Regions from separate parts of the Danio rerio genome. Here region 1 is linked to region 2. Evidence: chromatin contacts called from public Hi-C data. All regions are on one chromosome and are shown on one strand. Each heading gives the region's core, a stretch centred on a gene start, on an enhancer-like site or on the middle of the called end of the contact. The rest is flanking DNA. Distances are from core to core; before and after follow the strand shown.

What was found. A called contact is a pair of places that touch in the nucleus more often than the background predicts.
Region 1: a contact with region 2 is called in a Hi-C map of hematopoietic stem cells, with 3 times the contacts expected there. The contact joins the promoter of endog here to the promoter of med27 in region 2. A contact is called at or near these places in 2 of 18 Hi-C or Micro-C datasets (caudal fin and hematopoietic stem cells).

What each region holds. Positions count from the first base shown.
Region 1 is chr8:13,693,623-13,698,068 of GRCz12tu, forward strand. endog (endonuclease G) reads left to right here and starts at 1,941. Exons shown (of 3, transcript NM_001024214.1): 1 at 1,941-2,590; 2 at 3,830-3,939. The coding sequence starts at 2,057. It also overlaps a transcript of med27 not described here.
Region 2 is chr8:13,562,766-13,567,434 of GRCz12tu, forward strand. It overlaps med27 (mediator complex subunit 27), which reads right to left and starts at 2,684. Exons shown (of 8, transcript NM_200660.1): 1 at 2,461-2,684. The coding sequence starts at 2,663.

The sequences.
Region 1 (4,446 bases), core at 691-3,190, 130 kb after region 2:
TATACAAAATAAAAAAAAGTCAATAATTTTGTTCTCTGGTATATTGCATGGTATACATTTATAGTAACAAATATTATCTTGTAGTTGAAAGGGACTGGAAGAAACTGTAATTTTTTTATATGAAGATTTAAGCTACTCCAAAAGTATGTTTTCACACAAAAGAATGTTTCAAAATGTTTTTTTTTTTTTTAATAAACTTTTATTTAGAAAAAAAGAAATGCACAATATAAATCAGAAAGTAATCTGTAGTAGACTGGAACACAAGTACATACAATTACAAAGTGATCCGAACAATAAGTAACAATAAGAAATAGAAAGAGAGAAAAAATAGAACAAAATAAAGAAAGGGGAAGTGCAAAATTAAAAAAAAAAAACAGAAAGCATGAAGACTAACTTAGTGGAAGCATGATATTTTCATACGTTTCTATTAGCTTGCAGAATCTTTTGTTGTTAGATAAACGTATAGCTTTAAGCAAGGAATCAATTTCAATTAAAAAATGGGCAAATGAGAGAGAGGATTTAAGACATTATTTTTTGTGGATAAAGAATTTGGCATGTAATATAAAAGAGTTACATATATATTCTTCATTTTTATAGTTGGGACAATAATAACAAATAATTTCTTTCAATTTAAAGATTCGTTTTGTTGATTGTGATTTATTCAAATAATTATATAGATCTGACCAAAACTTTTGTGAGATTTTACATGCAAAAAACATGTGAGTCAAACTTTCCTCATTTTCCTGATAGAAAGAACAATTTTTTTTTTATATTTTGTGTAGAATTTAATTTGTTAATATTTTGTGTAGAATTTTAAAATGGATTTCCTTTGCTTTGTTTGGGATTTAATATTTATATGGGAGAAGCATGTTCCAATCAATATCTTCCATTAACGCTGACCAATATGATTTCCCTCTTGGAGCAATTTGATGCTTCAAAGTGTTTTTTTTTTTTTTATTGACTTTAATAACAAACATACAAAATTCAATTTTACACATAAAAAAACCACAATGATAGTAACAATGATAATAACAGATCAGGTTTAATAATATAAACGCATATAAAAAATTAAATAAAAAGAGAAACAAAAGAGAGAAAAAGTAAACGAAATTTTTTTTACATACATAACACAAATACAGCAATAGGAAAGAAGGACTTTTGTATCCACGATATTTCCAAAATAATTATCATAATAATACAAGAATCGAACCCTTTTCTTGTTATTAATCAGTCTAAGAGGTTTAATAAATACATACATTTTTATTAAAAAAATGTAAAAAGGAAGGCTGCGAATTGGAGAATTTTTGCTTGGGAATAAAATATTTTCCATACAAAATAAAAAAGTTAATAATGTAGTTCTCTGATATATCAGTTTTATGTTTCAAAGTGTTTTTTCTTCCATTGTGTTTTAACAATACAAACATATTAATCATAATAATGGATGACATAAATTACAATCATAAATAAGTAAAAAAATAAAAAACAGAGTACAGAGGCAAATTATCAAATTAAACAATATTTACAAAGTCCTTAAAAACTTCACAGTTTTAACACTTTTTTGCTGTAAACATTTTGTAAAGTAGTAATTAAACAATTTAAGTCGCAAAGAAAATTCTGCAACTTGGGTAATGATGAAGAAAATGTACATTTGTGAATACATATTTACCCAATAAAATAAATAAATTGCCTATAAATTCTGTTATGTTTGTCATGAGAAAAGAACAAATTATATTACATATGGAAAAAATCAATGTTAAACTTACATTTTGATGAAAAATAGACGGACAAATCAGACCAAAACATATTAACATGTGGCCATTTTACAAAAAGACGATAAATTGAGCCGATGATTGAGTTACAGAAGATACAAATTGAAGTTAGGAATGTACCAAAGTGGTGTTGTCTTTTTAAGAAAGCCCGTGACGTCATATACATGCGACGATACGTCCTACGCGCTAGTTTAGCCGGTAGGACAAACTCACATGGGTCATGTAAAAAATATCGGAATAACTACAGCACGTCCACTTTATCTTAACATATTTATTGCCCGTAAACGATGTATCGCGTTTTCTGCTCGCGGTGGGTTTTACCCGGTTTGTCACTGACAGCTGGCATTGGCATCGGTGCCACACTGACAGCAGCGGGTGACAGGCGTAATAACAACAGGAAAGCGAGTTTGCTGGATCGCGTGCCGGTCATCCCGATACCAAGCGTCGACGCGGCGTCAGAGATCAGCCCGTACCAGCCGGGACAGGTCTCTGTAAACCGGTCTACAGCTGCGATGAAATACGGCTTTCCTTCCCTGTCCAACATCAAAAGCAGAGAGTCTTACGTGACCTCCTACGACCCTAGAAACAGGACGGCAGCCTGGGTCATCGAGCAGCTGAACGCAGAGACGGTCACCGGAAGCTCGGACAGAAAGTACTGCGAGTTCAAAGAGGACGAGTCGGTTCATGTTTACCACAGGTCCAGCAATGCGGATTATAAGGGGAGTGGATTTGACAGGGGTCACTTGGCAGCAGCAGCCAATCACAAGTGGAGCCAGAAAGCCATGGATGAAACATTTTACCTGAGCAATGTGTCTCCACAGGTGAACTGGAGCTGATCCTACCTTATAACAATTCATTTCAAGTTTATTTGTATAGCGCTTTTCACAATATTTACCGTTCCAAAAGGTGCACGTTATTACATTACAGTCAATATCAGAACAGTATATAAAAATAAGCAGCAGATATACAATGTAGTGTATTGGGGTAAAGTTGGTTATATATTGGCACATTTATAATGTTATAATTTAATGGACCTATAATTAAGACTTTCTCATTAATAATAAAATTTCCAGAAAAGTATTCCTTGCAAATGGTAAATAGTGAAATCATACTAGCAGCCAATGACTATCAAATTACAACATTGATCACAGTCAATGAAAATAGAGCTAATGTTGTTTTGAAGTCATATTTACATGCCATTTCAGAACGAATATTCAAAGTAGCGTAATTAAGAATATAGAGACCTTGTCACGAGTTGTCACTGTTAAAAAAATACAAGAATGTGTGAATGTAAAAACAACTTTACCTCAATATAGTGTCCTTTCCAAAAAGGTGATGTCTATGTGTATAATTCAATTAAATGCATTGTTGTATAACAGGGAAAATCTTACTGCTAACATCTCTCTCTCTCTCTCTCTCTCTCTCTCTCTATAAATATATATATATATATATATATATATATATATATATATATATATATATATATATATATATATATATATTATCTATCGATATACTGTATATCTAAAACTTTATTTCCAGACACTAGGTCCATTAGCAGCAGAAGACGAACAGAACAATACAACCCAAAAAAATATACATTAAAAAAGACAGTTATGCCAAAATGTCCTCAAAGGTGACTGATAACGCACATCAGTCAGCCTAGGATTTGTCCACAACATTAGAATGCTTTAATGAGAATTCTCCAGTCGATAAATAAACCTATACCTCAATAATTAGTAGTACATTTTTAAAAATCATTATTATTATTACTTTTTAGCAGCAATATTAAGGTAGTCATGACATACAATTTTTACAAGCAAGATGTACTTATCTCTTTTCAAATTAGATCAATAAGAAAAAAAATGTTGAATAGTATCATTAAAACAGAATAAAATGTTAGACTGTTTAGACAATGCTGGCAACCTATTGTGTGTGCACATCAGACATACAAACAACTGTTAAACAAAAATGAATTAATATAAATATTTAAAAGCCTCTTTTGTATGAAATGAAATGTATACACTGTCTAATAATTTTTCTTTTGTCTTTCTGCTCAGAATCCTAATCTTAACCAGAATGCCTGGAATAACTTGGAGAAGTATTGTCGCTCTCTCACCAAGCATTACCAGAATGTCTTTGTATGCACTGGACCACTCTACTTACCACGGTAAAACTGTTCTAGTGTGCTCTACAATATGCACTGCCTGCATGTTACATCATTAAAGAAGAAAAAAGCGTTAAGGGCATGTCCGAATCCATTTTTGCTATTTTAAGGATGGAAAAATCCGTTCTGCGCTCTGGCACATGGTCTAACAGGGTTGAGCTTATTCTCTTAATGAGTTATGGCTGTGTTTTGAATATAACATGCATTAAACCAATCCGAGTCTCATCTCCCATTCCCTTTAAGAGTCAGCTGGGTCACATCATGTTGTATTTGCTATTTACTCAACATGGCGGACTTTGTAAGTGGAAAAAATGAATGCTTCACTAGTGAGAAGACAGTTAAACAGACCATCTGCAGCGCGAGGATAAAGAATGAGCCTCTTTACCTTTCTCTTTTACTCTTTACTTTACTCTTTTACTTTAGTGGATAAGTAAATGGTGTTGTATGGAAGGCATTCATTAGCTTACATATTTAATGTCATTTGTTAGGCACAACGATTTGTTTCAAATC
Region 2 (4,669 bases), core at 1,434-3,933:
AGGGAATACTCTGACATTATACAATAAAAACAATGTCACACTTAATGTGATTTAGTGTACATTATAAGCATCTTTTTAAGCAGACTTTTAAAGCAACAAAGAACATTGCAGAAATACTACAATTTAAATCTTATTTAATCTATATTTTAAACCAGTATACCTTATATTGATAAAAAACAGTTGCATGTTACTTAAAATATGAAACATTTTCACTTTCAGAATTTTTGTCATTCAGGAGTGCGTTTCCTAAACAACGACACAACTTGCGGCTGAACTATCATAGTACGATGCATTGTTTGGGAAAAGACTGTTGTAGTGGCGAGTGTTTCCCAAAACTAGTTTCTCTTTTGCAGATCCATTGTTTGAACCACTTTAGTTATAACGTAAAACGTCCATAATGATGCTCTAAACAGGATGATAACAACTTCTTTAGAAAAGAACCCCATAATATCTGTGCAAATTATACTGTTTTACACAAACAAAAAATAAATAAATAAAATAAAAAAATCCAATATTAGTTTTGGTAAAAACATGCACTTACCATATTAATTGAAATAGATGTAAAGGGCACATAAAGGGCCTGTGTTTCCTTTACAAATATCATTGAGAACATTTACAATCTAGTCTAAAACTTAAAATCACTTACAAAAGCTAACACGTATTCTAATATCATATATAAATCATATAAATGATTAGAGTATTTATTAAGAAATTAAATTTAATATTTATTATTTATCATTATTTTTTAACATCAATAATGATGATGATGATTATTAAGTAGGATATTGTTTGTTTATTTTTTGAAAAGTCTACTTTTACATTTTGACATGCAAAAAATGGCAGAAATGTTTTAGCAAACCACGGCAGAAATGTTTTAACCAACAGACCCATGTCATATACAGTACAGATACGTAATAAGTAACCAACTATAAATTAAAAGCATTAACGTATGCTATGTTTTTCTTTTCACAAGCTTTGCAAAAATAACAAATTCCACTTTTAAATAATAGGTCACCTATAGCTTTTGTCATGAGCCATGGCTGTGTTACAAATGACTTCAATGTTTTTAAAATGCACTGAGAAGGGAGCGGAATGGTAAACATGAAAATCGCTAAAACTGAACTGTAAAAATACTTTGAAAGCAAATTACACCAACAAGAGTTATGACTTTAATGCTTTTTTTGTAATTCCAAGTTTAAATGTTAGAATGTTCTAAATGAATAGGGCATAGGGGGGATAACTGGGAATAGAACACAGCCAGGAACTATGTTTCTAACTACAGCTCTAGAGGTGTAGTTGCAAACATAGAAGTTTGCGACGCAGTTTGCGAATGTTCGTTGGAACGATGGATTTGGGAAACATCAAATGAACAAATTCTGTTTGTAACGACGAAACTTGCGACCTTAGTTGGGTAATGATGCTTTTTGAAAACGCACCCCTGGCTAGCCAGCTTATACAGCTTTATGGCTCTATTTGATGGTTTTGCATAGCATTCCGGTCCATACATTGAAAAAAATCACAACGCAAAAATGCTTTTCTTACTTTTCTTTGTCTCATTTCTAAATCAAATAAAATGTTGGTTCGTTTTAAAAGTCAGATGAAATAGGGCAAAATTAAGTCTTTCTATGGTGGGGTAAGTAAAGTAATCTTGTTTTCACTTTGACACGTAGATGTTTGGACTAGATACAAAGACAAAAATTCAAAGTATGAAAAACTTTTTTTTTTTTAATAAATTCCTTATAAATGTATAAATACAGTGATTAAATACCATTCTGTAGCTCCTTGTCCACTATAATCCAGACTCAACATAGCATATCTTTGCGAAGTGACTGTTGCAGATGTGCAAATTGCGATATTGATTCTGAAACGATATATTGTGCAAGCCTACTTTAAGATTTCAATATTTTGATAATATTATTTTTAGCTCCCACTTTATAGTAAATGTCCTAAACGACTAATTTACTTGCATAAAACACAATGTATTTACTGTGCTTTTAAATAATAGGTCACCTATAGCTTTTGTCATGAGCTTTTTTTTTTAATTCTAAGTTTGAATGTTAGAATGTTCTAAATGAATAGGGCATAGGGGGGATAACAGGGAATAGAACACAGCTAGGAACTATGTTTAAAACTACAACTCCAGAGGTGTAGTTGTAAGCATAGGAGTTTGCGACGCAGTTTGCGAATGTTCGTTGGAACGACAGATTTGGGAAACACCAAATCAACAAACTAGGTTTGTAACGACACAACTTGCGACCTTAGTTGGCTAACCATGGTTTTCGAAAACGCACCCCATTGTAGTTGCTTTTCACGAACACAATTCGGTATTTTCGAGTAATTTAACACATATGTATAACAAGTGACTTATTTCCAACAACAATGGCTGTTGGCAATAACTATAGTCACAACGTTAATTACAACATTTCACAGGATTGTTTAAATCTCATACAACAGACTCACTTTAAATCGCGATTCACTGACTGCAGATTCTCTTGAAACTCAGTTATAAAGACTTTCTCCCGGCTTTCAAGGGTCTCCTTATTCTTCATCCCATCCTTGAGAAAGTCGAAAACTCTTGTGACGCTCGACCGAAGAGCCTGGATGGCGTTTATCGCTTGAGAAAACGCTTCCAAATTCACTCCAACATTCATAACATCCGCCATGGCTGCTTCTGCTCGAACACTGGCGCTCGAATGACGTCACTAGCGCTGTAGGAATGATGGGATTTGTAGTTTCTAACGGGATGCGACGAGAAAACCTGTGCAGATATTTTTTGTAACTGTCGTTATGAGTACCAAGAGTAAACCGCAAGGAAAATATTTATTTAAAACATGGTTTAATTAATACAACCATGTTGATAACAAGAAAATGAACAAGTTATGTATAAAAAAACTACTTTTAAGCAATCTCAGGAATTCAAACGTGGAAATATGTTTTAATCTAAACTAGTACGTCAGCATGTACGCAAAAACTAAATGGATTCTGTCTGTTGCTTCTGTTTACAATATACAGGTAAATATGTTGGTGCGATTTTATTGTGTTTTGCTTTTATTGTCGTGTAGCAGGGGTCTTAAACTCGATTCCTGGAGGGCTACAGCTCTGTACAGTTTTGCTCCAACCCTAATTAAACACAGCTGATCCAACTAGTCAAGGTGTTCAAGAGTACTAGAGACGTTTAAGCAGGTGTAAGTTGCAGGTGGTTGTAGCTAAAATCTGCAAAGCTGTGGCGTTGAATTGAGTTTGAAACCACTATCATGGGCTACTACCATGGACAGCTCCATCAGACATAAGGCACTTTGTTATTTACTAGTAGGTTAAATTTGCAATAATGTTACTTGTTGGAACCCTGATACCCATCCTGACTTTTTATTTTCTGTTATTTAGGCCTGCTTATTAAGTTTGGTGATGATTTATTGTTTAGTTTTTTTTTTCGTTTCAGTACTTAAACATGACATTTCAAAACACACAGAAATTGGCTAAAATAAAAAGCCTTTATTTTCCCAACAGAAAATGGACATCTCCATTTGTAAATTCGATGCTTTTGCAGTATTTCACTAACAGTTATTTTACCTGAAAAACGAAATTGTTAACATAATTGTTGTCATATTTTAATGCATTACAATAATTCTAATAATAATAAAGCAATGTTTACCATTTACTGCACTTTGTGTTTTTCAAGCTATATACCAAGAAAGTGCATTAGTGCCTATCCATGTTTAATCAATCAATTATTCAATCAATTAATCAATCAATCAATAATTCCTATTTTTTAAAAGTCTTTAGGTCTTTTTAAAAGGTTTTTTTTTTAAATATATTTTAAAGTCACGGTTAAAATCTGCGTGAACTATAGTTGCTGAAACTTTTATTTCAGTATGTTGATGTACTTCCAACTAAACGCCTCTTTCACTAAACACCTCTTTCACAGACCATGCATTAAGAATAAAATAAAATGGCACCCAGCTTATTTAGTTTATTTTGGCTCGACATGACAAATTCCAACTTATAGTAATGCTATAGTGGTTTTGGACCAAAGTGTATTACAATGTATATATTAAAGCATTTACAATTCTTGTTAATGAATTCTACAGCATATTTTATAACTACAATGAACTGATAAATTCATAAACTCCACACAGAACTGCCAGGCTCGAACCAGCGACCTTTTTGCTGTGAGTAGACAGAACTACCTACTGCTACTTAAACTTAAAGAACAAAATTTTAGGCCTTAAAAATCTTAAATTCACTGAAATATTGGGTTGAAGGTCTTAAATAATTTTAAACAGGTCTCAATTTTCATATGTCCAATTAAAGCTTCCCTATCAAGCAAACACCCAATCACCAATAATCCATTCTAAAAACTTTTTTTTGTTTCATTGCAAAGAAAAACAATTCACAACAGCTGTTAGACATCAAATTCTCCAAATTAAATTCCCAAGCCAGGGAAAGAAAACTAAAGGAACACATCCTTTTACATGATCTTCCATTAATACAAAAACTATTTACAAAAGTAACCGGCCCATTAGAAAAAATTTGTAGTGTTTAGCCCTGTATAAGTTTAAAATTTCATTCATAATGGTCTAAAAATGGTCTTAAAAGTTATTAAATTTGATTTGAAAAAATCTGCAAAATCCATGTACAGTATATTGAGTCAATTGTTTATATACTGTTG